Regions from separate parts of the Mus musculus genome. Here regions 2, 3 and 4 are each linked to region 1. The links are chromatin contacts, called in public HiChIP or PLAC-seq maps. All regions are on one chromosome and are shown on one strand. The core of a region is the stretch at or near the end of the contact, and the rest is flanking DNA. Distances in the headings are between cores, read along the strand shown. Region 1 holds the start of Inava (innate immunity activator). Region 2 holds the start of Platr22 (pluripotency associated transcript 22). Region 3 holds the start of Zfp281 (zinc finger protein 281). Region 4 holds the start of Pkp1 (plakophilin 1).

Region 1 (7,312 bases), core at 1,776-4,275:
TCCCATTTGCAATCTCTGTGCACCCCAAACACTGCTATCCATGGGGCACTGACCCACACTCCCTTATCATCCCTTACTCCATACAAAAGCAACAGTAACCTCCAACCTTAGCGCCGTCTCCATACTCACTAAAATGGACCTTTGTCCCTGCAAAAAGTCAGCCTCCAGGCTCTGTCCCACGGACCCTCGGGCAAACAAAAAGTTGCTTGGAATACGTTGCTTTGGAGTGGCGAGCAGAGCTAAGGCTGACTGCTGCTGCCTGCTCCCAGAGGCTAGAAGGATACAGCAGACTGGCCTGTATCTCTCAGATCTTTGTCTCATCACCTCCCATCCTCCACCTTTGGGACCCAGGTCTCAGGTCTCAATGCACACCCAAGCTACTTCCTTCTCCCAGCCCTCCCCCCCCCCCCCAGGGGACTCGGTGCTCCCACTCCATGCCCTAGCTGGCTGTTAAGCATCTCCTGTACACAGCTATGTCACAGGCTGCCACCACCTTTCACCAACAACACCGTTCCTTCTCGACACAACCCCCCTCCCATACCTTTACATTCCGGTACACACCCTCTTTCCAAACAATGCTAGCCCGAGTCTCACAGGCTGACCACCTCCTCCAAGCAGAGGCTGAGGGGCCCTCACCGGGGACACACCCTCCCCACTGTGGGGAGCATGTTTTCTGAACCTCCCAAAGAACCCACAGCCTTTCTTGCCCCCCCCCCAAGTCCTCCACAATACTGCAGTCCCCTCCCATCCCCCAACAGGTTTCCGTGTTCTTCCAGTGTCTGAAAGGGCTTGAGCTGCCTTGGCCCATCCCCCAGTTCCAACTGGGGGCTGTGGTGGAGTTTCTAGAATCAGCTCATAGCTCAGTTTTACATATATAAAACAAAGAGACCAATTACGAAGCCCAATCATGCTGAAATACAGTTCTGAAACCATAAGAACATATCATATATACTTCGTTATTAATATTAAACAGGACCCAGCAACCGGTCGTTTCAAACAACCCATGAATGAAACTCTTTACATATAACCGACTGCATGTGAAAGTCACAGGTACTGCTGCAGCAGCAGCAGCCTGGAGTGTAAGTTTTAGAGTCAACTGAGCACTCTGGCCTCAGGTAACCTCATCTGAATTCAGGGGCCAAAAGCAAACTCGGGTTAAGGCCTGTACACACCGGGACATACATTCTTTAAACTGTCTTCCAGGAAAAGCCTCCAGGCTCTCAATAATGATTCTCAGCGCTTGAAAACCAGCTTTTCAAGAACAGTCTTGAGCAGAAGCCAGGTCACTGATATCACAAACCCAAACCCCTCTAGCAGAACATAACACCCCCCCAATACACACACACACACACACACACACACACAGCCCACCCCAAGAAATAGGCAACCTGCAAAGAGGCAAGCCCCGGAGCCAATCAGCAGCTTCCTCACTCTTCGATGCCCACCTACCAGGGAGGAAGGCTTACCCTCCGGGCCTCCTGCAGGAGGCTGTGCAATGAAGCTTTTTTCTTCTTCTTCTTTTTTTTTTCCTCTCGTTTTGCAGAAACTCAGCACTGGCAGTGCCTTCCATTGAAGATGGGCATCAATCCGTTGCTCAGCAATAGATTTACAGACCAACCTGCTTGCACTGAACCAAGTCCAAACTCGGCATCCCCCCAATCCACTAGAATCTAGGGTTTGGAATTAGGCTGACCTAACTAACAGTCCTCCTGCCAAGATGGATGTTATCGGAAGACACCATCAAGGGATAGGTGGGCACTCTCCAGAGGAAGCTTAAAACTAACTTGGAACTCAGCACCCATTTTCCCTGATCCCAGGTCCCAGAGCCACTGGCTACGAGGACAGGCGAGGAAGTGAGATTTTCTAGCACCGGAATCCCATCTAGGTGGAAGACAAGCCCTTTCCACGACAGCCATCTCTTCAAAACCTTTCGTGTCCAAACTCTTTCACAGACCTGTAACCAAACATACTCCGCTCTCTCCGCTGCCCCCGAAGTTTCTGTGATACTTTAGGAGTCAAAGTTTTTAAAACCAAGTCCTTCAACCTGACCACATCACCCCAACAGCACCCAGCAAAGCACAACCACCAGCATTCCCACAATTACTTAGTGCATTAACAAATCAATGACCAGCCGCGGAGCTCGGGAAATAGTCGGGGACTCTCTGGGCAGGAGGGGTGGAAGAATATCTGTTTTCTTTCTCCACTCCTCTCTGGCCACTAGGAAAGGTATTCACCTCAACTAAGCCAGGGTGGAGAACTAGGGGTAACAGAAGATGCACCCTGAAATCAAACCTCTAAGGCTCTCTGTAAAAAGCCCCTTTGTCCTGTCCCCCCCAGCCCCTCCCCCACCGCGCCCTCTCCTTCTAGGCCGGCCTGGGACTCCGGCTCCTTTTGTTTGCCTGCTTTCTGCCTTCTCGGAACCTGGCCAGGAGAGCCACCGGCCGGGGGAGTGAGTCGAAGGAGAAAGGTTGGCCGTTGGAAACAGCTTTGGGGTAGAAATTCGGGAATGCTCGACCCCTTGGTAAAATTACCCCCTTTCCCTGCAAGACTGCCTCTGCAGAGGATGAAGACCGAGGTTCAGGAGCTCGATTTCCCCCCCCCCCCCCCCCCAGTTCTCCCGCGCTCCGTTCACTAAGTTTCCGCCTTACCTGTCCCACCGAGCTCTGGCGCCTCGCGCCTGCCCCCGCGCCCCCCGCGCCGGTCGCGCAGCTTCAGGACCTGTTGGTCCCGCCCATCTTCCCTCTCCCCAAGGCTCCCCCGGGCCTCCCCTCCCCGGAGGTATTTCATTTAACTTCGGCATTTGCAGCATCCCAAATGTTAAAGATCCCAAGACATCTGTCCCCTGGGGCATACCAAAGGCCCAGTGAAGAGAGGGGAAGATGCTAGAAGGGATTCGAGATTCTGAACCCAGAGACGGGGCGGGGCCTCACGTTGGGTTGGGGCAATGCCAGCCCAAGTGTGCATCCTGCGGCAGCAACAGCGCGAGGGGCGACGCTGCTCCCTGTCTCCCGCATTCACGCAGCCTCGTGGTGTGACACCCCCTACAAGGCCGGTTTCTGAAATCTGGGCGGGGCGAGGCTCGACTAGAGGTCCTAGGGGCCGCCTTTCATCCCCTCTCTCTGGCCCGGCTGGGGGCAGTTTTCATTCCGGAGACCCAAGCGTGGAAGAATGAAAGGAGACGGCACGCCCCTCCCCCTCCTCGCCTATCCTTTCTGGCGGCCGGGACTGCGGCGCGATCGAACCCTGGTCGCCTCCCCTCCGTAGTTCCCAGCCCTGTCCCTTTTGGGGGCAGCGGGCAGAACTCCGGCTTTGGCGGCAAGGCACACACTCCTGGGCAGCGCCTCCTGCTGCTTGCGACGAGCCCACGAAACCATCCATTCATTCAAACTCGCGCTTTCCCCTTTTTCCGTTGGTTCTGTTTACATTGGTACTGTCCTTGCCAGGGCCAAGCATGGCAGTTCAAAGTTCAGACTCCTTTACTAGGAGGGTTCTTAAGTCCAGATCAAGCTGGTATACGTTTGAAGACCAAAAACCAACGGATAGTGGAGGTTGAACCAGGCTGAGGGTCCCCAAAGCCTGGCCAGAGGAGTGTGCTCTCTAAAGAGGAACCTTTGACAGGCAGGATGTACAAGACATCTTGGCAAGGGAACACAGCAGGACCTACGAGCTGTAGGGGATTTAAGATAGAGGTGGGGAGGGGAAGTTACAAGACAGTTACAAGAGTAACTTGTGCACTGGAAGAAAGAACAATCAGACTTTTCTGAGTCTATTGTATACTGGTTCTGAATTGACACTGATCCCAAGAAACACTGTGGCCCTCCAGTTAAAGTAGGGGCTTATGGAGGACAGGTGATTAATGAAGATTTGGCTGATGTCCAACTCACAGTAGGTCCCCAAACTCATCCTGTGGTCATTTCCCCAGTTCCAGAAATGTATAATTGGGATAGATACACAATACTTAGAAGTTGGCAAAATTCTCACATGGGTTCCCTGACCTGTGGAGTGAGGGCTGTTATGATTTGAAAAGCTGAAATGGAAGCCTTTAGAGTTGCCTCTGCCTAAGAAAATAGTGAATCAAAAACAGTATCGTATCTCTGGAGGAACTCTAGAAATCAGTGCCACCATCAAGGACTTGAAAGAGGCAGGGGTGGTGGCTCCCACTGCATCTCCCATTAATTCTCCCATCTGGCCAGTGCATAAGACAGATGGGCTGTGGAGAATGACAGTTGACTATTGGAAACCAAATCAGTTAGCAACTCCAACTGCAGCGGCTGTACCAGACAGTGTACTTGCTTGAGCAAATTCAGATATTTTCTGGTACCTGGTATGCAGCTATTGATCTAGCAAATACCTTCTTCTTAGTACCTGTCCATACGGACCACTAGAAGCTATTTGATTTCAGTTGGCAAGGCCAGCAAGTTTTGCTTCAAGGATATATTAACTCTCTTGCCCTGTGTCATAACTTAGAAGGTATCTCGATCGTCCGTCTCTTCTACAAAATATCACACTAGTGCACTATATTGATGACTCTATGCTGATTGGAGCAGGAGGTAGCAACCGCTTTGGATTCATTGGCCACACATATGGATATCAGAAGATGGGAGATAAATCTGGCCAAAATTCTAGGATTGTTTACCTCGGTAAAATTCCTAGGAGTCCAGTGGCGTGGGGCATGCAGAGGTATTCCTTCTAAAGTGAAGTTATTGAACCTGGGCCCTCCCACCACCAAAAAAGAAGCACATTTAATGGGTCTATTTGGATTCTGGAGACAGCACCTTTCTCACTTGAATGCATCACACAGGCCCGTTTACCAAGTGATTTGCAAAGCTGCTAGCTTTGTGAGGGGCCTGGAACAGGAGAAGGCTCTTTAACAGATCCACGCTGTCCTATCACTTGGACTATATATATGATCCAGCAGATCCAATGATACTTGAGATGTGAGTGGGAGATAAAGATGCTATTTAGAGCCTTTGGCAGGCTCCTTTAAGTGAATCACAGAAGAGACCTTTGGGATTTTGAAGCAAGGTTCTACCAACATCTGCAGACAACTATTCTCCCTTTGAAAGATAGTTCTTGGCCTGCTATTGGGCCTTAGTGAAAACTGAATGTTTGACAATAGGCCACCAAGTTACCATGTGACCTGAACTGCCCATCATGAGCTGGGTGTTATCTGACATTCCAAGTCATAAAGTAGGACGTGCACAGCAGCATTCCATTATCAAACAGAAGTGGTATATACAAGATCGGAGCCCGAGCAGGTCCTGAAGGTACAAGCAAATTACGTGAAGAAGTTGTCCAAATACCTATGGTTCCTATTCCTGTTACAATGCCACGAGTGTATCGATAGCCTCATGGGGGGTTCCCTATGATCGGCTGACTGAGGAAGAGAAGACTAGGGCCTGGTTTACTTTACTGATGGCTCTGCGCGTTATGCAGGTACCACCCAGAAGTGGACAGCTGCAGAATTACAGCCCCTTTCTGGGACAACCCTGAAAGATACTGGTGAAGATAAATCTTCACAGTGGGCAGAACATAGGGCAGTACACATGGTATTACAGTTTGTTTGGAAGAAGAAATGACCAGATATACCATTGTTCAATGACTCATGGGCTGTAGCCAAATGGACTGATTAATTGGATGGTCAGGAACTTGGAAAGATCACCATTGGAAAATTGGTAAGAAAGATATCTGGGGAAGAAGTATGTGGATAAATCTCTCCAAATGAGCAAAGGATGTGAAGATATTTGTGTCCCATGTATTCTCATCAAAAAGTGGCTTCAGGCAAGGGAGAATTCAGTAATAAAGAGATAGGATGGCCCATCCTGTGGATAGACAGTCTCTTTCTCTAGCCATTCCTGCCATTGCCCAATGGGCACATGAACAAAGTGCCCATAGTGGGGTTATGCATGGGTTCAGCAACACGGACTTCCACTCATCAAGGCTGACCTGGCTACAGCTGCCACTGAATACCAGATCTGCCAACAGCAGAGACCAACACTGAGCCCCAGATATGGCACCGTTCCCCAAGGTGACCAGCCAACAACCTGGTGGCAGGCTGACTATATTGGACCACTTCTTCCGTGGAAAGGACAACATTTTGTTCTTTCAGGGATGGATATTTACTCAGATGATGGATTTGTCTTTCCTGCACATAAGGCTTCGGCCAAAACCACCATCCATGGTCTCACAGGAGGCCTTATCCACCATTGTGTTATTCCACACTGTATTATGTCTGACCAAGGAACTCATTTCACAGCCAGAGAAGTGTGACAGTGGGCCCACGATCATGGAATCCACTGGACTTCCCATGTTCCCCACCATCCTGAAGTAGCTGGTCTGATAGAAAGATGGAATGGCCTTTTGAAACAAAGTTACAGTGCAAATTGGATGGTGGTATCATGGAGAGCTGGGACAGGATTCTTCAGAAGGCAGTATATGCTTTGAATCAGTGCCTGATATATGATACAGTTTCTCCCATAGCCAGGATCCACAGGTCCAGGAATCAAAGGATGGAAAAGGAAATAGTTCTACTCACTATCACTCCTAGTGACCCTCTAGGAAAATCTTTGTTTCCTGTCCCTACAACTCTAGGTTCTGTTGGCCTAGAAGTTTTGGTTCCGGAGGGGAGAGTGCTCCTACCAGGAGCTACAACAAACATTCCATTGAACTGGAAGCTCAGACTTCCCCCTGGTCATTTTTGGCTTCTATTGCCCTTAAACCAACAGGCTAAGAGAGGAGTAACAGTGTTAGGAGGGGTGATAGATCCAGATTACCATGGGGAAATTGGATTACCTCTCTACAATGGAGGTAAGAAGGATTATGTCTGGAGTGCAGGAGATCCCTTAGAAAGCCTGTTAGTACCATGTCCTGTGATTAAAGTCAATGAGGAACTACAACAGCCTAATCCAAACAGGATGACAAAGGGCACAGACCCATCAGGAATGAAGGTACGGGTCACTCCTCCAGGAAAAGAGCCAAGACCTGCTGAGGTGCTTGCTGAGGGTGGAGGAAATACAGCATGGGTAGCAGAGGAAGGTAGTTATAAATTCCAGCTAAGGCCACGTGACCAGTTGCAGAAAGGAGGATTATAAGCGACATGAGTTCTTCTGTTTTATTTTGTTACTAAAAGAATGTTTCCTAAGGGACATTGACCTATTCTAAATTTACAAAGCATTTGCATTTGCACGAGGGATAGTTATGTTAGGCATCATTATGACCTGATAATTGCTTATGCATTTACAGTTACACAAGGGATAGTTATTATCATGGTAGGCTTATTATGATCTAGTTATTGTTTTCATTTGGACATGAG
Region 2 (7,312 bases), core at 2,551-5,050, 460 kb after region 1:
CGCTACCTAATGTGGGTGCTGGGAGTTGAAGTCAGGGCCTCTGCAAGAACAAATGCTGTTAGTCACGGACTGAACTGCCTCTCCAGCCACACCCACACTCTATCACATACACAGCTGTACAAGACTATAGTGGCATTGGGGTCTATGATACTTTACTCTGCTTCTCGCTTTCAAAGACAGTGCTATCCCAAGGTCAAGGCTGAGGGTAAGGGCAGAACCGTGGTTATTATCGTGGCAGTGCCCAATGTTGGCTGCTTTGTTTGGGGTGTGAGTTGATGCAAAGTCAGTAACCCCTTCAGCAGCCTCCACACTGTTTGCAAAGCTCACATTACAAAGTTCAGATTAGCCGTAAAAGTAATTGAACTGAACTCGGTAAGTGACCACTGGGGAAACAGTCCCAACCTGGTAACTTTTGTTAATACTGCCAGTCGGGCAGGCAAGCAGGATCATTTCCAATCACCCAGCAAACCTGAGTGTCACAGCACCAGTCTGTAACCTCAGCACTCGGGAGACTGAGGCAGGAGGATTCCTATGAGTTTGAAGGTGGCTTGAGCAGCATAGTGGAAGCCATCAGAAGGAGAATAGGAAGAAGGGGAGGAAGAAGAAGAGGAAGAAGACCCTGGAATGCTGCCCCATGCCTTTAATTGAGAGGCAGAGGCAGATGGATCTCTGTGAGTCTGAGGCCAGTCTGGTCTACAGAGCGTGTGTTCGAGGCCAGCCAGGGCTACACTGTGAGAGCCTGCCTCAAATATACAAGAAAAAGAAGAGGCAGAAGAAGGAGAAGAGGAAGGAAAGGAAGAGGGAGAAGTCATCTTGATGTTCATCAAACCGTGCCAGGCGCTTGGGTGAGCACCACCATTCTCCACAGCCCTGATTGTTGTCTGTCCTTCCTGTCGTTGAAACTGAGGCTAGGAATCCAGCAGAGGGAAGATTCGGACCTGGGACTCCTGACTCTTGCCAAGTCTCAGGCTTGGAGACAAATCAAGGTTTGTGCCCTGGCTTCCGCTGCTACCAGCTGTGAGTAGAGATGGTACCCCACTGGGATCTAGTGCATTAGATCGGATCTGGGGGCCACAGAGGAGAGAGCAGACCTCTGACCTGGCCTAGCTGAGCCTGTAATTGCCCGATCCTTTTCTCTTCCCAAGGAGCCAGCCAGCTATCTTGTTTGTTTAGAACGCTAAGCTTCCTAAGGGCAGGGACTGCAGGGTTCTCTTCCGGACTGTGGCAATCAGTAGTACTTAGCAGGTCCCAGCACATAGCACATACTCAGTTGACATTTCCTTATGGTTGTATCTCTTGTAATTTCGTATCTCCTGTCATTTCCTAAGCAGAATTTGGCTCAGGGTCAAATCTGATCACCACCTAGTCTCATAAAGGTTTGTGAGCCAAGAATGGATTCTACATTTTTTTGTCTGTTTGAGGCAGGGTCCCATATTATAGCCCAGGGTGGTCTGGAATGTACAGCAATCCTCCTGTTCCAACTTCTTAACTTCCTGTAATCTCCCAGACCCAGCTGTTTTTTTTTTTTTTTAAGTGTTTTGTTTTTTGTTTTTTTGTTTTTGTTTTTTTCAAGACAGGGTTTCTTTGTATAGCCCTGGCTACCCTGGAACTCACTTTGTAGACTAGGCTGGCCTCGAACTCAGAAATCCCCGCCTGCCTCTTCCTCCCAAGTGCTGGGATCAAAGGCGTGTGCCACCACACCCGGCTTGGTTCTTAAGTTTTTAAGTGGTTAGAAAAACCTAAGGCAGGAGAGGCAGGGTTGGGAGTGGGGGGATGACATCCTTGTGGAGACAGGGATGGGATGGGAGGAGGTATGGGATGTGGAACAGTCAGATGGTGGGCCAGGAGGGGAATAAATTTTGGAGTATAAATAAATAAATAAATAAATAAATAAATAAATAAATAAATAAAAGAAATCCTAAGTCTTTTTTTTTTAAAGATTTATTTACTTATTATATGTAATATACACTGTAGCTGTTTCAGACACACCAGAAGAGGGAGTCAGATCTTGTTACGGATGGTTGTGAGCCACCATGTGGTTGCTGGAATTTGAACTCTGGACCTTCGGAAGAACAGTCGGGTGCTCTTACCCACTGAGCCATCTCACCAGCCCCAAAATCCTAAGTCTTAACATATGAGATCATTCAAACGTTGAATCTCTCTGTGTGATTCTGCATGTATATTCATTTTTGCATATATATATACATATGTATATATATACCCAAACATACACATCTATATAAATATATAAACAAATATAGTTTTACTGGCCATAGCTGCATTAGTCATTTACATATTGTTTATGATTGCTTTCATTCTACAGAGCTGGTTATCAGTAGCAGACATTATGTCCTGAACCATAAACTTAACTCTTCCTCTCAGGGTGAAGAGAAATGGCAGTCCCCAATGCTTCTTTAATCTCAGTTAGTCACGGGCATACTTAACTCTCCTTCACGCAAAGCTTTTATTTATTCGACAAATACTTGCTGAGCACACCCCTTTTAAAACAATGTTTAACTCTGTCTCTGTGGTTAGGGAAGTGCATTCGGTGCCTGCCCTCAGCTCTCATCCTTTGGTTGCGATGGCCTTTGGTGACTGTGAGGGGAGAAAGGGAAGAGGTCCCATCCTTGGGTGCTTAGTGCAGCGGGGAGGTTTTGGAGGTAGGACCTGGCTCCTCAGACTGGGACACACCCACCTCCTACTTTGCGAGGCTTTGATCTTTGTGTCTGTGCCTCTGACCTCACTTCACATTGTAAAATGCTTCCGCAGGCGCCCTCTTCCCCTTCCAGCCCAACTTTCCATTTCCTCTGTCTTCTGTCCCAGGTGTTAAAGCTGTATTAACTAAAGATGGGCCAAGGGCACCGGAAAACCAGCTCTTGGCACTTAGGGCGTGTGCCCCAGAGCCAGCATACTTCAGGCTTTACATAGCCACTTTTTTTTTTTTTTTTTTTTTTTTTTTTTTTTTTTTTGAGACAGGGTTTGTATAGCCCTGGCTGTCCTGGAACTCTGTAGACCAGGCTGGCCTTGAACTCTGCAATCAGCCTGCCTCTGCCTCCCAAGTGCTGGGATTAAAGGCATGTGGCACCACTGCCCGGCTACGTAGCCAATTTAATCTGCTCTAGAAAAAAACCTTTCTTTCAAAAGCCAGGTACCTTTTATTCTGTTTCACAGATAGAAACCTTGAAGCTCAGAGAGGTGAAACAATTTGCCCAAGGTCTATTAAACAGAGGAGACTGGACTCTGAATTCAGACTGCAACTCCTGTTTGTAAGCTCTCAGTCATGTAGGTCAAGTGCCAGGCCAAGGAATTGGCATATTCTGTAATGCCAGGAAAGAGGTGAGTAGGAAGCGAGGCTACCTCACCCTGTCTCCCCTGGAAAACTGGTAGTGACAGACCAATGGATTTTGGATTTGAGCATTTCCCACCAAAGGACATAAATTCTAACAGGTAGGAAGTTCGGTGGTAGAGGAAAGCCAGGCATGCCTGAGGCCCAGTCCCCTCCATCAAAAACAAACGGACATCCTGACTTCTGACTACTCCTGGAGTAAGCAAGGGATAATTACCCACAATACCTGGGGCTGTGAATTCAGCAGAACTGACCAGACAGGCAAGGCCTAAGGTACAGGTGGAATGTTAATGACGATGCTAGAGAAAAGGGAGTGTCCAGTAAGTTTGGGGACCGCTGAGTGAGAGGCTTGTAAGATGTGGGCCTGGTGGATTCCTGTGCACAGCAGGGGGTTAGCCACCGCCCTGGGTCAGCAGGCACCTCTAAGGAGGAATGTTCCGAGGAATCAGTTTGGGAATGTGGCTTCAGGCCTGGCCGTTTCCTCTTTGTTTAGTTAGCGATTACCAAACACTTTTGTGTGGGTGCGGATCGGGCTACCGGACTGCCTTGAATCTCTGCTGCTTGCGCCCCGAAAAGGAAGAGGATCAGTACCACGTGACCACCGGCGGCAAGCTCCGTTAGGAAAAGATGTGAAGGTTAGTGAAACAAGATCATACTGGAGTTTTTTACAGAGCCTGGTGACTCAGGGATGGCTCGGTAAAAATACCTGTAGACTGAGGTCGTAGAAGCCGTCCTTGGTGACTAAGGTTTCACGTATCTCAGTTTGTCAAATTCTTTGTTAAGTGGTTCAAAACATTGAGAAAGACCTTAGGGCCCTAACAGAAACTTTCTTCTCAATGACACAGGAGGTCTCGGACTCTGAGTCAGTGGCCCTGGGCTCCAGAGCAAAGTAAGCATGGGAATGCATGGAATTTATTTGTAGTTTGCAGGAAATAAAGTGTTATTGTTAGGGACGTTTCCTGTCATAAACACACACACACACACACACACATATACATCAACACTTTAATTTGGCTTTAAAATAGCAACCTTAGATGTTGTTTTTGATCCAGGAACGTATGGGAAACCCCAAATTATATGTGTTTTGTGTTTTCTTTGCCTTTTTTGAATTTGTGGTGTAAGAATTCTCCATATTTCTCACAGATAGGATGTTAGATGTTTCTAGTTTCTTGGTGCTGTGCACGTAAAGATGTATGACTTCACTGTATGTGTGTGTGTAGGTGACACTGCAGTATAAATAGGGAGATTCTAGAGAGTTCTGTGATGCATTAGATATGAAAAACTAGCCTTTTGAGGCTGATGTGTAGCTCTGTGTCCCAGTACAAAAAGAGCAAAAAACTTAAAAAAATAAAACAACCTGGCGCACACCTTTAATCCCAGCACTCGGGAGGCAGAGGCAGGCGGATTTCTGAGTTCGAGGCCAGCCTGGTCTACAAAGTGAGTTCCAGGTCAGCCAGGGCTATACAGAGAAACCCTGTCTCGAAAAACTAAACAAACAAACAAACAAACAAAAAACCAACCCAAAACTAATAATAGCACTGGGACTCCCAATTAGGGAGGAAACTATTTATGTATGACATTCTCAAAAAGAAAATTTTAATTAAAAAAAAGAAAAGAGTGCTCACTTCGGCAGCACATATACTAAAATTGGAATGATACATCCTGGCCCCTGCTGCAAGGATGGCATGTAAATTTGTGAAGCGTTTCATAAATTAAAAAAAAAGAAAAGAAAAGAAAAGCAAGGTGGAGGGTGGTAAGCCTGCTTGGGGTGTGCCGGCGGGGGGGTGGGGGGTGGGGTGGGGGGCTTGGCAGAGTGCAGGATGTGGGGGTGGTGTGCGGGGGGGGGGGGGGGAGGGCGGGCGGGGGAGGTGCTGGGAAGGGAAGAAAGTCCAGCCTTCCTCCCCAGTGCTTCCCAAGGTTTTGGAAACTATCTTAGGGACTTTTCTTCTTGAGAGAGCAACACACATAGATATTCAACAGTTAGCACCGATGGTCTGGACCATCTACGAGTGTGGCTGAAGTGTTAAGGTCCTGGGGCTTATGTTAAGGAGTCAGTGTCCTGGGAGGTGTTAGGGTAGTGACCATTTGCCAGTTGATATATAAGGATGTTATTTTTATAATAATTTTAATTATTTGTGTATATAAGTATATATATTGGTACACATCACATGTGTGCTCCTGGTGCCCATGGAGATGAGGGGTCCAGGATCCCCTGGAACTGGAGTTATAGACAGTTGTAAACTATGTGGGTGCTGGTAATCAAGTCCGGGTACTCTGCAGGAGCAGCCAGTGTTTTTAACCACTGAGCCATCTCTCCAGCCCTGTGTTTTCTTTCTATTCATTTTTGGTTTTTCTTAGAGACAGGGTCTCACTGTGTAGCCCCACCTGCAGCTTGCTGTGTAACCCAGGCTGACCTTGAACTCACAGAGATGCCCTTGTCTCTCCTGACTACTGAGTGGTGGGGTTAAGTGTGCAACTGGGCCTTTTTCCTTTCTTCTTTTAGACCTATTTATTTTATTATTTTATGTGTATGAGTGTTTTTCTTGCAGGTAGGTCTGGACATCTTGTGCATCCTGAAGTTGGAGTTGGATGCTTGTGAACCCCCATTCAGTTGCTGGAAATGCAGATCCTTTATGAAATAGCAAGTGTTCTTATCCACTGAGCCATCTCTCCAGCTCTGGGCTTTATTTTCTCAATTGTAGTTAGCTTATTTCTTGGATTCAGAAAAGCCCTTTGGATAAGCCCTCAGCAGTGAGGGTCAGACTTGTGCATGGAGATAGAGAAGGCAGGAATGTGTCCTGATAGGCTTCCCTTAAGCCCTGGGCACACCCCTGTCGGCTTCAGGGAATGATTAAATTCCCGGGTTGCTCAATTGGAGTCCCGTTTCCGTTGCTAGATGAGGTGGCGATCTCTCCTGGCCCAGCCTCCACTTTTTTTGAAACAAGGTCTTGCTTCATAGACCCTGCTGACCTCAAAGTTGCCAAGATCCTCTTGCCTCAGCCTCTGGAATTCTGGGATTACAGGCACATACCACCCTGGGTTCACATTCTCTCTCCTGGCCTCCTCTTCTGGCTCTTTCTCACTTATTTATAGCAGATTGTGTGCTGTTGATTCTGCAGAGCGGTAAGACGGTGAGCCTCAGTAGCACTTTTTTGAGATGCGAGGAGGAGAGAGGAGAAACTCTGAGAGGGAAGGGGCAGGTTGCCAAACTGGTTTAACCCTGCTCTGGAAGGCCAACCAGAAAAAAACAAAAGTCCTAGCTTGGCTCAGAACAGTTTAGCTTACCAACAAAGGGAATTGGGGAAGAGAAGGAAGAAAACAGAAGAGAAAGGGTCAGGGGAAGGGCTCCAGGCTCCTCTCTGCAGGAGAGCTTCGAGGAGTGCTCAAAGGCCTGGCTTGGGAAACATGACTGTTTATTCTGAGGTGTGAGACCTGGGGGACATGCTACCCTGATCTATGGTGATATTTAACCTGAGGAGTGGAAGGAGAATTGTCTTCAAAAGCAGCAGGCTGTCAGTTTCCTGGAGATATTGCTTGCGCACTTGAGTAGGTGAAGGCCCGGGTCTGCCTGCGTTCAGTTCTCAGAATTCACAGAGCAGAAATGAAAGTTGTCTTCTGACTTCGTACGTGTGCTCCCTAGCACAGTAAATAAGTGTAACAAGACGATTTTTAAAAGGAAACACCCGTTTTCTTTTCTTTTTTTTTTTTCTTTTTTTTTTTTTTTTTTTTGGTTTTTTTGAGACAGGGTTTCTCTGTATAGCCCTGGCTGTCCTGGAACTCACTTTGTAGACCAGGCTGGCCTCGAACTCAGAAATCTGCCTGCCTCTGCCTCCCGAGTGCTGGGATTAAAGGCGTGCGCCACTACACCCGGCTTTTTCTTTTTCTTTTTTCTTTTTTTTTGGTACTCGTTTTCTTAAAACCACTTTGCAGATCTAATGTCTGTGCTTCCTCTGGTGTGCACCTCCA
Region 3 (7,312 bases), core at 1,869-4,368, 390 kb after region 1:
GGCTGGAGAGATGGATGGCTCAGCTGTTTAGAGCACTGGCTGCTCTTCCAGTCCTGAGTTCAATTCCCAGCAACCACATGGAGGCTCACAGCCATCTGTAATGGGATCGGATGCCCTCTTCTCTACATGTACATGCACATGCAGATTGAGCACTTATTTACAGAAAACAGATAAATGAATCTTAAAAGAAGTGAAGTATATTTTGTATTTTACAATTTTTTTTCTTATTTTCACTGGTCCTGTGAACTAAATCTATGGCTTCACATGTGCAACAAAAGGTCTCTAGCACCATGCTTTTTTTTTTTTTTTTTTTTTGCCAGTCCCGAGACTCAAACCCAGAGCCTTGTGAATGCTAAGTACAATACACAAAATCTCCAGCCCGAGAGATGGCTCAACAGTTAAGAGTACTGTCTACTCTTCAAAGGACCTGGGTCAAATCCCAGCACTCACTGGTTTGAAAATGTCTGTAACTCCACTTCCAAGGGCTATGGATACCCTCTTCTGACCTCCTTGGCACCAGAAATGCACATGGTACACATGTATACAGGAAGGCAAAAACAATCATGCACATAAAATAAAGTTTAAAAAAGAATCTAGCCTGGTGTTGGTAGTCTACACCTTTAATCCCAGCACTTAGGAGGGAAGATGGATCTCTGTGAATTCTAGGACAACCTGGTCTAAGGGAAAGAGAGATCTTGTCTCAAACATAATCTTTTTAAAAATTAAGTGTTTTTAAAAATATTCATACTTCTGGGTGTGGGGGCTTAGCCTGTGATTTCAGTACTTGGAAGGCAGAGATAGGAAGATTATGAATTGGGAATATAGTGAGACTCTGTTTCAAATAGACAATTCGCATTTATTATCTTTTTGAGGATTTATTTACTTTATGTATATGAATTTTTGCCCGCATCCATGTATGTGCCATGTTCATGCCTGCAGGATCCCCCTAGGTGGGTGTTGGGAATTAAACCCTGATCTTATGCAAGAAAAACAAATGCTCTTAACTGCTGAGCTATGTCCGCAGTCCCTATTACCTACGTTTATCTCTTTCGTTTGAGGGTTTAAAGGAGTTGGTTGGTTTCACTGGTACTGGGGTTCAAGCTTTATCCACAGTAGGCAACCACAGTATCACTGAACTATGTCAGTAACCTGTAGTGTTTAATCTTTCAATTATTTCCTAATTTTATAACTTCAAAGATGATAAGATATACTGAAGTTGCTGCTCCAAACGGAGTTTAGACGGAGTTTAGAAATATTAAGTGTTTCATCATCTAGCCACCTCCTAATTATTATTCCATGTAGTTAGGATACTATTTCTATTTTCTATCACCAAAGAATTGAATAGCACAACCAGTATAAGTGATGTGCTGGTGTGTTATCATATAAATGCTCAAGGTACGACTTCTAATGGTGAAAAACGGGAAAATAAATGGACGTTGATGAAGTGTGTCTTCTTTTGTCTGTTCCCGGGAAAGTTTATTTCGGGCATTTCCACTGGCGGAATGATTAGCGCTAACAGCTTTCCCCCTCCGTTTTATTTTACAGGGTCTCTTCATCTTCCTGATATATGGGGTATACAACCTAGAGGTAAGTCTGCTTGGAGTAGCTCAAGGCTGACAGCGTGAATGAGAGAAATGACAGGTTTCTTATCTTGATAACTGTAGAACAAAGTTGGCTTTCATATGAGTGTCCCACTGCCCTTCATGCTTGGGCTGGCTTATGTGCAGCCCAGCTTTACCATTAAACATGGACACCCTGAGTACAGGGACAGCCTCATTTCTCACTGGCACTGACTAATATTTTATTACTGTCTGAAGTTTTTGAATTTTCAGTGTTCAACGCTTAGCTATACCTGGTAGTTTCAGGAAATAATTTAACTGTAGTTCCATGGGGCTAGGAAGATACAATGCCTCATGAAACTATTCATAAAATACAGTTTTAAGGTTTCTGGGCAGGCTCAGAGAGGCCTGTGTTGGTAAACAATACACCGCTATGGCTTTAATTGCAAAATTTCTCAAGGAAGTTATTACAAGAAGTCATCTCGAGAAACACTATGAGAATATGGACGTGTGATTTCTTTAAGAAAACACACTATGTAAATAACTGTTCTCCAGGTCTTTTTATTAAAAAGTCTGTGGTGTATAAATACACCTAGGAAAGTTGCTGGTTTAGATTTTTGCATGCTCGCTGTGAATGCCTTTTATACATTATTAGGCACTAAATTAATATCTATTTGGTTTTGTCGATAGAACTTTTAATTTCAAGATTTTATCTAATTTCCCCCAACTGAATAAGGAACAACTTTTCAAGTTTCTAGGTATTCTATACTGGAGGGGTTGGGAGAGTGGGGTATGTATCCTAACAGAGATTTTAAACAAGAACGATGGCCAGTATTTGAGGCTAGTTAGTATTCAACGTAATAAGCAAATTCAGACAACTGAGAAAGTACGTGGCATTTAAATACCATCTGATGATGAAGTGTGTGTGGGCGTGTTTTACAGGACAGCTGCACCTGGGATTACACGTGGTTTCCCTTTGCGTAGCCTTCAGGTAGGCTGGCACTGAGACAATTTTCTGCAGCGGTCCCTCCTCTATGGCAGTCTCAAAGGCTCCTTCAATAAAGGCAAAGACAAGCGTTATTGCTGTCTCCATTCTGAAAAGGAGTAAAAGCTATCTGTAATCAATACCGTTACGAGTTTAAAGCTTTCAGGCAGAATCACAAGTACCTTAAGGAATCCTATTCTCTGTTTGATTTTGATTCAATACTTGGATTGCAAACACTAAAGTGAACCAAATGCCAATGTTCAGTTTTCAGTGTCTCCACCTTCCCTAACCCCTTCCTCTGCAGCTCCCACGCCACGCTGCAACACGCTCTCCTGGCGTCCCCGGACTTCCCGCCCCTTGGGCTCCACCTCCGGAGCGCCTTCTCCCTAGAAACCCTCAGCCACTGTCTGCCCCTCAGCAGGGCCACCAATCACGTCCCCTCGCTGCGGAAGACCCTCCGCTGTCCGCCTCCAAGTCCCCGCCCCTCCCACCTAGCCCCCAGCAGCTCCGCCCAACCGCCCGCTTGATTGACAGGCTAGCCAGGCGGAAACTGAGGCGCAGGCGCACGGGGCTCGCCGAGCGCCCCTCTGGTCCGGTCGAGGACTTCCCGGCAGACACCGCGCCGCGGCTGCGCAGAAGCGGGGAGGCTTTTAATTCCATTGTGGAGAGGACGGCGTTATTTTTATTAACTGGAGGCGACGGCGGCTGCGGCGGCGGCGGAACCCGTAAGTGTGGCCGGCGGGCCGGGGCGGGCGCGGGAGCGGCCAAGAAGGCCGCGGGGTCGAGCGCGCCGGGCCGGAGGCGGCGGGGCTGCGGACGGGAGCCGGGCGCGGTGCGGGCTGGGCGGCGGCGCGGCGGGTCCCAAACGCTGCGGTGGTCCCGGCCCGGGGCCCGGCCCTACCGCCGTTCCCCCTCTTCCCTCCTCTCCCTCCTCTCCGCAGCCAGGCCTCCTCCGGGGTATGAAAATCGGCAGCGGGTTCCTTAGCGGCGGCGGCGGTCCCAGCAGTAGCGGTGGTAGCGGCTCCGGCGGCAGCTCCGGCAGCGCCAGCGGCGGCAGCGGCGGCGGCAGGAGAGCAGAGATGGAGCCCACCTTCCCCCAGAGTATGGTTATGTTCAACCACCGGCTTCCCCCGGTCACCAGCTTCACCCGGCCGGCGGGGACGGCCGCCCCTCCCCCGCAGTGCGTGTTATCCTCCTCTACCTCCGCAGCCCCGGCCGCTGAGCCCCCCCCTCCGCCAGCCCCGGACATGACTTTCAAGAAGGAGCCGGCGGCGTCAGCCGCGGCCTTCCCTTCGCAGAGGACCTCCTGGGGATTCTTGCAGTCCTTGGTGAGCATCAAGCAGGAGAAACCTGCGGATCCCGAGGAGCAGCCGTCCCACCACCACCATCACCACCACCACTATGGGGGGCTGTTCGCTGGGGCTGAAGAGCGATCACCAGGCCTAGGAGGAGGGGAAGGGGGGAGCCACGGCGTCATCCAAGACCTCAGTCTTCTGCACCAGCATGCCCAGCAGCAACCGGCCCAGCACCACCGCGATGTATTACTGAGCAGCGGTAGCAGGACTGATGAGCACGGCAACCAGGAGCCAAAGCAGGACGCTAACGTCAAAAAGGCAAAGAGGCCAAAGCCAGAATCTCAGGGAATCAAAGCCAAGAGGAAGCCAAGTGCATCTTCCAAACCTTTGGTTGGAGAGGGAGAAGGTGCCGTCCTGTCCCCAAGTCAGAAACCTCATATCTGTGATCACTGTAGTGCTGCTTTCAGGAGCTCCTACCACCTGCGGAGACATGTCCTCATCCACACGGGCGAAAGGCCTTTCCAGTGCAGCCAGTGTAGTATGGGTTTCATCCAGAAATACCTACTGCAGAGACACGAGAAAATTCACAGCAGAGAGAAACCCTTTGGGTGCGATCAGTGCAGCATGAAGTTTATTCAGAAGTACCATATGGAGAGACACAAGAGGACACATAGTGGAGAAAAGCCATACAAGTGTGACACTTGCCAACAGTATTTTTCAAGGACTGACAGATTGTTGAAGCACAGGCGCACGTGTGGTGAAGCCATAGCAAAAGGAGCCGCTAGTGCAGAACCTGGGTCATCAAACCATAACAGTATGGGTAACCTGGCTGTGTTGTCTCAGGGAAATACAAGTTCCTCAAGGAGAAAGTCGAAGTCGAAAAGCATAGCTATTGAAAATAAGGAACACAAGACTGGCAAAACAAATGAATCACAAATGTCAAACAATATAAACATGCAGAGTTATTCAGTAGAAATGCCTACTGTGTCTACCAGTGGGAGCATAATTGGCACTGGAATAGATGAACTGCAGAAAAGGGTGCCAAAATTGATCTTTAAGAAAGGAAGCAGAAAGAATGCAGATAAAAGCTACCTTAATTTTGTGTCACCGTTACCAGACGTAGTTGGGCAGAAATCCTTGTCTGGTAAGCCAGGTGGCTCACTTGGCATCGTATCGAATAATAGTGTGGAGACCATTAGTCTTCTCCAAAGTACAAGTGGCAAGCAAGGCCCGATAAGTAGTAATTATGATGATGCCATGCAGTTTTCAAAGAAGAGAAGATACCTACCAACTGCCAGCAGCAACAGTGCCTTTTCTATCAATGTAGGACACATGGTCTCCCAGCAGTCAGTCATTCAGTCTGCAGGGGTCAGTGTTTTGGACAATGAGGCGCCATTGTCACTTATTGACTCCTCAGCTCTAAATGCTGAAATTAAGTCTTGTCACGACAAGTCTGGAATTCCTGATGAGGTTTTACAAAGTATTTTGGATCAGTACTCTGGCAAATCAGAAACACAGAAGGAGGATCCTTTCAATTTAACAGAACCACGAGTGGATTTACACACCTCAGGAGAACACTCTGAATTGGTTCAAGAAGAAAATTTGAGCCCAGGCACCCAAACACCTTCAAATGATAAAACAAGCATGTTGCAAGAATACTCCAAATACCTCCAACAGGCTTTCGAAAAATCCACTAATGCAGGTTTTACTCTTGGACACGGTTTCCAATTTGTCAGCTTGTCTTCACCTCTCCACAACCACACTTTGTTTCCAGAAAAACAGATATACACTACATCTCCTTTGGAGTGTGGTTTTGGCCAGTCTGTTACCTCAGTGCTGCCATCTTCGTTGCCAAAGCCTCCTTTTGGGATGTTGTTTGGATCTCAACCAGGTCTTTATTTATCTGCTTTGGATGCTACACATCAGCAGTTGACACCTTCCCAGGAGCTGGATGATCTGATAGATTCTCAGAAGAACTTAGAGACATCATCAGCCTTCCAGTCCTCATCTCAGAAATTGACTAGCCAGAAGGAACAACAGAAAAATTTAGAGTCCTCAACGAGCTTTCAGATTCCATCTCAGGAGTTAGCTAGCCAGATTGATCCTCAGAAAGACATAGAGCCTAGAACAACGTACCAGATTGAGAACTTTGCACAAGCATTCGGTTCTCAGTTTAAGTCGGGCAGCAGGGTGCCAATGACCTTTATCACTAACTCTAATGGAGAAGTGGACCATAGAGTAAGGACTTCAGTGTCAGATTTCTCAGGGTATACAAATATGATGTCTGATGTAAGTGAGCCATGTAGTACAAGAGTAAAGACACCCACCAGCCAGAGTTACAGGTAAGGTCTCGAGAGTGACCAGGCTGGGAGTCTAATGTAATTTTGTTTTATTTTGAGAACACTGCCATTGGAATGTTTCTACACGATCCTATTAAGAATAATGTAATGCCCTTTCAATGCAACTTTTCATATTTAGTTTATTTTGTTAGTGTGATTTTAGCTCTGTTTGTATTATGATTTTTAATCAAAATCAATAGATTAAAAATAGTTTGACATTCAAAGTGACAATGTTTAGCAATCAAATTTACATGTATAGATTGTCAGGGAATAGCCCAAAAGTTTTAAATGCAAAAACAAAAAAAATAAAACAAAACAAAAAAAGTACAGAAAAAAAAAAAGAAAAGAAAAAAGGAAAAAAAAAGAAACTTTGTTGCTAGGATTAAGGTTATTCTAATTGCTTTACTCTCAGGAAAGTGTAATAACGCATGGGAATTCTGTACGTTATCACCGTAATGGAATATCCAATTTACAAATAGTATGATACACATTTCGTTGTTTAAGTTAAGGGATCTTAAACATTTCAGATTGCTCTTTCTGGGCTAATAGAATATACATTTCATCATTTAAGTAAGGGATCGAAAACATTTCAAGTGCTATCTCTGTCTGGGCTGATCCAAAATTCTGAGATTGTTGGCTACCTATATTTTGTTGCAGCTTTTCAATGTACTCCACACTTCCAAACCCAGATTCATTCCAGATTGGTAGAACAAATATTCTTAGATCTTTGATCAAAGCCTGGAATGATAGCTTTAATAAAAGAAAGAGGAAAAAAACCATCCTCTTTATCCACCTGTAACAAGGCTGTAATTCCATTAAGTGATTCTGTGAATGTCTTCTCTAGTACAGTGTTAAAATTAAAAACCCAAGTGTTTGGTTGGTTTCAGTATTAGAAAGTAAGTTCAATTCACATAGTCTATTGAAATTTGGGGTGTGCATTATTCATGGCCTAAAACATTCTCTTGTTTAAGCTATTACTCACCACCTTCACGTCTGGGTTTGGTATTTGTTCTTAACTTCTTAAAGTTCTGGGCCTTCTTGTTCCTTCTCCCTGTCTTGATGGTTTCAATTTTAGAGTGATTTATCATCTAGAAGATAATTGATTATGCATTTTATATGTCGTAAGACATTCAA
Region 4 (7,312 bases), core at 1,700-4,199, 320 kb before region 1:
AGTTGAAAGATCTGGCCTACCACCAATAAGGAGAGAATAAGTAGATACATACATTAAAATGGTGCTAGCTTCCGTATCCAGCCCTTAACAGCTCAAAATTCCCTTCCTAAAGAGAAGAAGGTGGTAAGGGTGGGCCTGACGGACGAGGGTCTGAGGGAAAAAAGCCTCTTCTAAGCACCAGGGTTATTGGTAAGTTTTGCCTGGCTGTTCACCCGGGGCACAAGGAACAGTGGCCATTTTGCCGAGCAACCCCTTGGGTGGGGCCAGCTTTCTTTAGAGTGTGGGTTCTAACAAAGAGGCTCTGGGTATGAGGCATGGAGCTCCAGACCCTACTGAAACCGGTGTTCTGTTCCAGGAGAAGATTATGTGAGAATTCAACTGTCCAGGGAGCAGAGACCTTCCATGGCTGCCAACTGATCTCTGCCAACATGGAAAGCAGGCTCCTGGCATGGAAATCACCAGGAGAAAGAGAGTGCAGAATGGCTGTGCAGCAGACACACACTTGGGCGTTTCAGATGAAGAGGACAGAGAAATCTGACGAAAACAAAGCCAGATAAACCAGCCACACCAGCTCCAAGTGCCCCAACCGCCTATTCCAGCTGGGAGAACTGGCCCCCTTTGGGAACCTCCCCAGAGGCTGAGGTTAGAGCAGACACACCCACAGGGCCAGTCCCAGGAGAGTTTCTGGACAAGTATGCACTGGGAGGCATCAGGGTCAGCCCTAAGCCTTCACCTGGATGAATCCCCTTGGGGGACCTTTGGTAGAGACATCATCAGATGGCTACCCACAAAGCCCAAGCTAGAAGCAGCACTTTGAGATGACAGATGTCAGGGAACGCCCTGATAGGTTAGGGAGAAGGGATGTTTGGGCCCTGAACCCAGGTTTGAGATTTTCCTGGCTCTAGGATCTGGAAGCTGAGACAGGTAGAGCAGGGGGGAGGGGGTGTGAAGAGGGGGGTGGGGGGTGGAAAGGGACAAGGTCAGGCATTAAGCAGAGAGGAGTGGGTGGCCTTAAGCTGTGCCCTGAGCTGTGGCTCCAGGAGGCCCTTTGTCACTGCAAACCTGCTTTCAAATGAAGCAGTGACAAAGGCGGTAAATAAAAGGGGAGTTAGGCAAGGGAGTGCGCATCTGTTAGGAGAGGTGCCAGGCGCCCAGACAGGGGCAAAGGGCACCGGGAGCAGCAGAGCTTTTTTGGTGTGGGAGGTGGCAGAGTGTGCCAACAGCCATTTTCTCTTCCTTAGTTCTACCAAGGGATCACTAGGGAACAGAGGAAAGAGGACACATGCCAGGGGCAGAGAGTGTGGGCCTGCTGACTCGCTGGAGGGGTGGCAGAAGTCTACTTCCTTTGTTTTTTCCTTGTCCCTTTACCCATCGCCCTCCCCCTCCCCCAACCAGGTCTCTATAAGCATGTTTGACCTGGACTTTTATTAGCATTTTACTCCATCTAGTTAAATAATAAAAACAAATACGTTCAAGTTTTGCTAATGATATTTGTTAAACAAAGGTTAGCATATTTCTTACTGGGAATCCTTTGTATGAAAATTTCACTCTAAAATTCCCACCTGTAACACCTTGTCAGGTGCACTTTCCACCTTCAGCTTCAGGGACCTGGTCCCTTTCTCCTGGCCTCCCCCAAACTGAGGCTTGTCACTCACACATCAGGGCCATCGGGGAGGACAGGACTGGAAGCCCAAACTCACTGTGAAGAGGGCTCAGTTGAGACTGGGAGTGGTGCCCCCCCAATCCATTTTGGTTCCGGTTTGACACTATTTTCTACTTAAGGTGGGTCAGGGGAAGGGGGCTCTGTATTAAGGATTAGAGAAAGAGAGTGAGCACTCACACCTCCTTCCTTGTTAACAGAGAACTGGCCCCATGATAGTCTTCTAGTCAGATTTGCATCTTTGGTTTGGTTAGAGACTCTATGTAAAATATCAAGGGATCCCAGGGACGTGTGTGTGTGTGTGTGTGTGTGTGTGTGTGTGTGTGTGTGTGTGTGTGTGTGTAGGGGGCGCTCCCTGACCCCCCCCCCAATTCCATAATGCCTCTCCTGAACCAAACTCCATCACAGTAATTGAGTCGCTCCCTTTCCTCCTTCAAACACCACCTTCACTAGGGTTATTGTCTCTCTCCTATTGGGCGCAAGCCGGTTTTGACGATTGCAAAGCCTGAGGAACATGAATGAGAGGATGTGGGGAGAGGTAGGCGAGAGCACCCGGGTCTGAAACTTTAGGACAGACACTTGAAGATAATCGGAGGCTGGTGCCCCTGAAGCAGGACTGGGAAAAGAGAGCCATCTGGATTCAGGAGTTAATCCCAGCTGTGTCCCCCAGTGAGCTACCCATCCTGACCCACAGCGTGCCATCAATCCCCAGCAGCAGGCTAGCTGGGGGCGGCCGGGTCCACCCTGTGGCAATGGCCTGACTGCTGAGATGTGGGCACTCTTCACAGACTCCGTCAAAGCGGGCTGACATTCAGTCCCCAACGGGGCGACGGAAGCGCATCGGGAGGGACGCACCGTCCCAAGGGCTCCGCGCGCAGCCCGCGCGCCTTTACCTCGGTTGGAGTGACTCAAGGTGGACGACTGGGAAGACTTGGACTTCTGCCGTTTGACGGTCATCATCACTTGCTCCTGCACGCGCTGCCTGCCCGACGTGCCGGTCTTCATCTTTTGGTCAGAGGGCAAAGCCAGCGTGGAGTTGTCCTGGTCCTGGAAGCATTCGTACGCCAGCGCGGTCTTGAGCGGAGAGTGGTTCATGGTGGCGGGAGGCGCGGGCCAGGGGAGCCGAGGGTGCGAGTGCGGGCCAGGGGAGCGAGAGTGCGAGCCGGGGTGCGAGCGAGCGCCTGTTCTCCTCTCAGCGGCTCCCTTTGGCCATAGAGCGCTGGTCCGCGTGAGGGCTCCCGGCTGCTGCTCCTGGCGCCTCCGCCCCGGCTCGTCCCTCAGTAGGCACTGGCCGGACCCGCCCTCCGTCAGACAGGATATACCACCCCTGCCCTGCGCCACCCACTCCGCAGGCCGCCGCTCAGACGCGAGCTGCAGGGCACTGTGGCTGCCAGGAGGGAGCTGGGGTGTGTGTGCTGGGCGGCGGGGAGTGCCCGGTGTGCAATGCTCCCAGGCTCGTCCTTCCTCTCCAGGTGACGTCCAGGGGAGACGCCCCTGGGTCCTGCTTCTGCTGCCTCCAGGAGAAAGTGCGTGCTCAGCTAAGGACCAACGGGGGACCTCTGTCGAGGAAAAGGGAGCTCTTCTAGCTCAGTTCCCCCTCTCCGCCTCCCCTCGCCCCCTAAAGCAAAGCGACCCTCAAGCATTGAGATCATGTCAGAGACCAGCCCTGTTCCTTGGGAGCTCTCAGGCTGATGGATGAGGGATCTTTTGCCACTGGCCAAAGAGAGTGCCTTTAGCTTGAAGGGAGTGAAGTCAGGGGCAGGGGCAAGGCAAGACTTAAAAAACAAAACAACCCACAAAGTAACACTCACTTGTGGATACACCCAACACAGAAATCCTGTCAATAATGGACCTTCTCTGAAAAGGCATGTACTACCCCCACACCAATGCCTGGCGTCCAATGAGAAGTTGAGATAAACACTAACTTGAAACCTACTCAGACCCTTACTGGAAAAACTCCCTACTATGTGCCAAGGACTGTGTGTGTTCTCTTCTATGTGCACACAACCTTGGGATGTGTGTGGGGATGTTTCAAGCATGTGGCACCCTCCTGAGCGATGGAGGGTGACACAGCAGTGCATTTGGTGTGTGACAGCAGCTGAGTCTTAAAAGCACTTTGATGGCAATCTTTCTTAAAGGCATCACACCCTGCTTTACCCACTGAAGCTATACTGGAAATATCTTATGCATTTCTTGATGCCTCGGGTTTCTGGTTCTGGGTGTCCATCACTGATGTGCGCAGCCGTGACATCTTGTCAGCTTAGGTTGAGGGTCTCAGTGACTGAATGCCGTTGGTTTTGCCTTCAGGTGTAGCTGTACCTTGTTGCCCACAGGAGTCCTCTTCTGCTTGCTCCTTTAATCTGCATAGAAATCACAAAGTAAGACTGGTTGCTACTTATGCACCAAGGAGACTGACTGCAACCCCGTGATGGTTGTCACCTCTCTTCCAGAGAGGTGGGTACCACATACAGGCAGCTCGGCTGTTCTCCAGACGTCAGTCACAGGAACCACCTGCACAGCAGATTGCTATAAAGCAGACCTTAGCTTCCTCTAGAAACAGTGCTATACTTGAGGGTTGTGTTCTTAAAACAAACAAACAAACAAACAAACAAACAAACAAACGAGACAGATGTGAGCCCAAACATGCCATTGTTGGTGACTAAAGTGAGACACCTTCAATCCATTATCACCACTCCACGTTTGAGAGTCTGCATCCAGCCACAGACTGCTGTACACATCACAGCCTGGCCCCACATGTTAATGGTAAGAAGAGAGGCAGCTTGTTCCCGGTAAGTGACAAAGCCTCTCTTCTAACCGGGCCTGGTGGCTCCTGGGCCACTGCTTCTCCTTCCCACTACCCAGCCTCTCTTAAAAGTCCTATAAAATAGGCATTAAATGCTGTACACATCGGTTCCATGAGGGCCCAAGTGTACTATAAAGTACACACAACAGCTTATAAAAATGCAACTCCATTATAGCATACGCTTGGACTACCGGAGACCTAACATGTTAGCCACAATAAACCTTAATTGAGTCTTTAAATAATGATAATTCTGCTATCTTCTGTAATACACAGGGCCCTGAAGCAGGTGATGGGGTAGCTCATATTCTTATGAAAATCAAGTCCGTGGAAGCCCAAACTGATTTCCTTTAAAAAACCGCTTCCGGGTGTAAAGTTCAATTTGTCTAGCTTCTGCTTTATGATTTGGATATTGACATTATTTTTTGTCGCACCAATAGCAATAGGAAGCATCTGCACTATGTTCCTACAAGCCTGTGCTTACAGTTGGGGCTATGGGTTCTCTTTATGTGGCCCATGCCACCCTTACAATGATCCTATGAACTTGGCACCATCACCATCACCATTTCTTTTCAGATTCGGAAACTGAGGCACTGTAAGTTTGGCAGAACAATTGGGTCCAGAATGTGGCAGTACTTGGCTGCTTCCTTAAGATTTCTTTATCAAGCAGTGGGCTCTGAACCCTTTCAACGCCTTGGGTATATATATATATGTGTGTGTGTGTGTGTGTGTGTGTGTGTGTGTGTGTGTGTATGTATGTGTGTGTGTATGTGTATATGTATGTGTGTGTATGTATATGTGTGTGTGTGTGTGTATGTATGTGTGTGTGTATGTGTATATGTATGTGTGTGTGTATGTATATGTGTGTGTGTGTGTGTGTATATGTGTGTGTGTGTGTGTGTGTGTGTGTGTGTGTGTGTGTAATATTGCATATACAGTTCCGGCACTGGGAAGTCAGGCATGCTTGTCACTATCCTCCCTTGTGTTGTGTCTTGCTGTCTCTGTGACATCCTCTGTCTCCTGCACCACATCTGTAAAGTGAGGGGCAGCTCTGATGGATCTTCATGGAGCTCTGGAGCTGTGATCTCATTGCGATGTTTATAGGGAAGGGAGATCTCAGGTGCTCTGTTCAGTGCTTGAAGTATGAGAGAGCCCTTAAGGTCTCACAGGGAGTTGAGCAGTGTTTCTTGCTTCTCCGGGCCCCCACTGCGCACAACAGCACATTCTCTTTTGAATGTCTTCTTTATCTGATCCCCAAGCCCCTAAACCACTCTGAAAGGTATTATTCTTCATGCTGCAAACACACTTAGAAGCTGAGCCAATGGTGACACCAAGGTCTCCTGTGCTATGAGAAAGGAGAAAGGAACGTTCTAGTCTCCCCCAGAGGACCAGAGGAAGGAGGAGTATTCATCTATTCCTGCCATCTCCCTTCCTCTTAGGTGAGGTCCTAGCTCAGCAGCTACACAGAAGAGAAGGGAGCCCTGCTAAGGTGCTGATTGGTGCTGGGGCGGCGCTGGGGCTCAAGCGAAGCTCTACAGCATACTTCCAGGAGACTGTTGAGCACGCATCTGGACGGTGAGAGAATTCTGATGGTCCATTTGAGTCTGGAAACTGAATGGTCTGTTCCTGGGAGAAATTTATCTTGACCTAATTATTAAACAGTACAAAAGCAGAATTGCATCCTCCAAGTTATTGAAAGAAATGAGTAAGAATGGGCCTCTAATTTTGTTTGCCACTTGCCTCCGGCATTAAACTGACCCAGATTGTGAACCTCAACACTCAAGACTCCCTCCCAGTCCTCATGAGAGCAGGACATCTTATGGCCTTGGGGGAATCTGAGTTCATTTAGGCAACAATTGTGTACTGCACAACCACTTAGTGTGTGATGGGGAAGCCCCAGCAATGGAGGATGGCCCAGGGAAGGCTCGGAGGTTTCTTGGGATCTCGCTACTTTTAACAGGGATAGGTGCAGCGTCTGCCTACTTGGATTCAGCCATACTGGATGAGTGAATCACCTCCACCTGTATGTCTCCTCCTACAATCTAATACAGAATCCCCAGGGATAAAGAAGATGGGACACTCCTGCTCTCTGGGCTCCTCTGCTTGTCAGGGTGGTCCCTCCTTATCTACCCCATCTCTGTGTATCTGTCCCATGTTCTAAGACAGTGGCCGTGGGGCTGGCTCTGCTCTCAAGCCTTTTCTTGCTGAAGTCTTTCAGCTATATAGCAGGTGCCTCAAGCGCTGTCCAACTCAGGTCTCAATCTCCTTGAGACATCCACACCACCTCTTCCCTAACCTAAACGCGTGCCCTGTCTTATCCTCCATCCCTCTTCCAGCTTTTGTTGCTTTCCTGTCACTATGCTGATGCCTGTTCCCATGCCTTCCCCCATGTAAGTTATTCCCCCTGCACGGAGCATGCTCAGTCAGGTGCTTAAGTGCACTGAGTCCTACCTAAAATGAGCCAGAGGCCACACCAACCCCTGGAAGTTACACAATAAGAAGCATCCAATCTGCATCTCACAGGGCTTACATTCTAAAGGGATCCATGAGGGCAAACTATGAAATGAGCTAGCAAAATGGCAGCAAGTTATATTTAGTACCGTGTGGGAAACACGAGTGGTGATAGACTACAGAGAGACAACTGTAGCCCTCCGGGACAGAGAATGTCACAGGCTGAGACCTGCAGCACCAAGGCAGCTGTCTGTCTCTGGTGGAGCTTCAAGCTGACTCTAGCATACCCTTGGGACCTGTACATGAGTGACAGGGAGGCAACAGGCTCAAGGTGGGCAGGCAGGCAGGCAGCACCGCTCTGGGGGATTGTCTGTGGTAGCTGTTGCTTTCATCAATTAAAA

The links. HiChIP or PLAC-seq counts read pairs in DNA pulled down with a chosen protein or histone mark.
Region 2: a contact with region 1 is called in an H3K27ac HiChIP or PLAC-seq map of extraembryonic endoderm stem cells. The contact joins the promoter of Platr22 here to the promoter of Inava in region 1. A contact is called at or near these places in 2 of 115 datasets of contacts at active chromatin or transcription factors (extraembryonic endoderm stem cells and pancreatic cancer cells) and 1 of 9 other capture datasets (adipose tissue).
Region 3: an H3K27ac HiChIP or PLAC-seq map of embryonic stem cells shows a contact between it and region 1, with 2.8 times the contacts expected there. The contact joins the promoter of Zfp281 here to the promoter of Inava in region 1. A contact is called at or near these places in 1 of 484 Hi-C or Micro-C datasets (embryonic stem cells) and 1 of 115 datasets of contacts at active chromatin or transcription factors (embryonic stem cells).
Region 4: an HNF4G HiChIP or PLAC-seq map of pancreatic cancer cells shows a contact between it and region 1. The contact joins the promoter of Pkp1 here to the promoter of Inava in region 1. A contact is called at or near these places in 5 of 39 promoter capture datasets (3T3-L1-derived adipocytes, the HPC-7 cell line, liver and 2 more) and 4 of 115 datasets of contacts at active chromatin or transcription factors (embryonic stem cells, epiblast stem cells and pancreatic cancer cells).

The regions. Positions count from the first base shown.
Region 1 is chr1:136,231,255-136,238,566 of GRCm38.p6, forward strand. It overlaps Inava (innate immunity activator), which reads right to left and starts at 3,026. Exons shown (of 10, transcript NM_028872.3): 1 at 2,649-3,026. The coding sequence starts at 2,851. It also overlaps the pseudogene Gm3878.
Region 2 is chr1:136,692,411-136,699,722 of GRCm38.p6, forward strand. Platr22 (pluripotency associated transcript 22) reads left to right here and starts at 3,801. Exons shown (of 5, transcript NR_037986.1): 1 at 3,801-3,981. It also overlaps the pseudogene Gm24086.
Region 3 is chr1:136,621,783-136,629,094 of GRCm38.p6, forward strand. Zfp281 (zinc finger protein 281) reads left to right here and starts at 3,119. Exons shown (of 2, transcript NM_177643.4): 1 at 3,119-3,269; 2 at 3,490-7,312. The coding sequence starts at 3,504. The coding sequence ends at 6,185.
Region 4 is chr1:135,916,258-135,923,569 of GRCm38.p6, forward strand. Pkp1 (plakophilin 1) reads right to left here and starts at 2,950. Exons shown (of 14, transcript NM_019645.3): 1 at 2,554-2,950. The coding sequence starts at 2,755.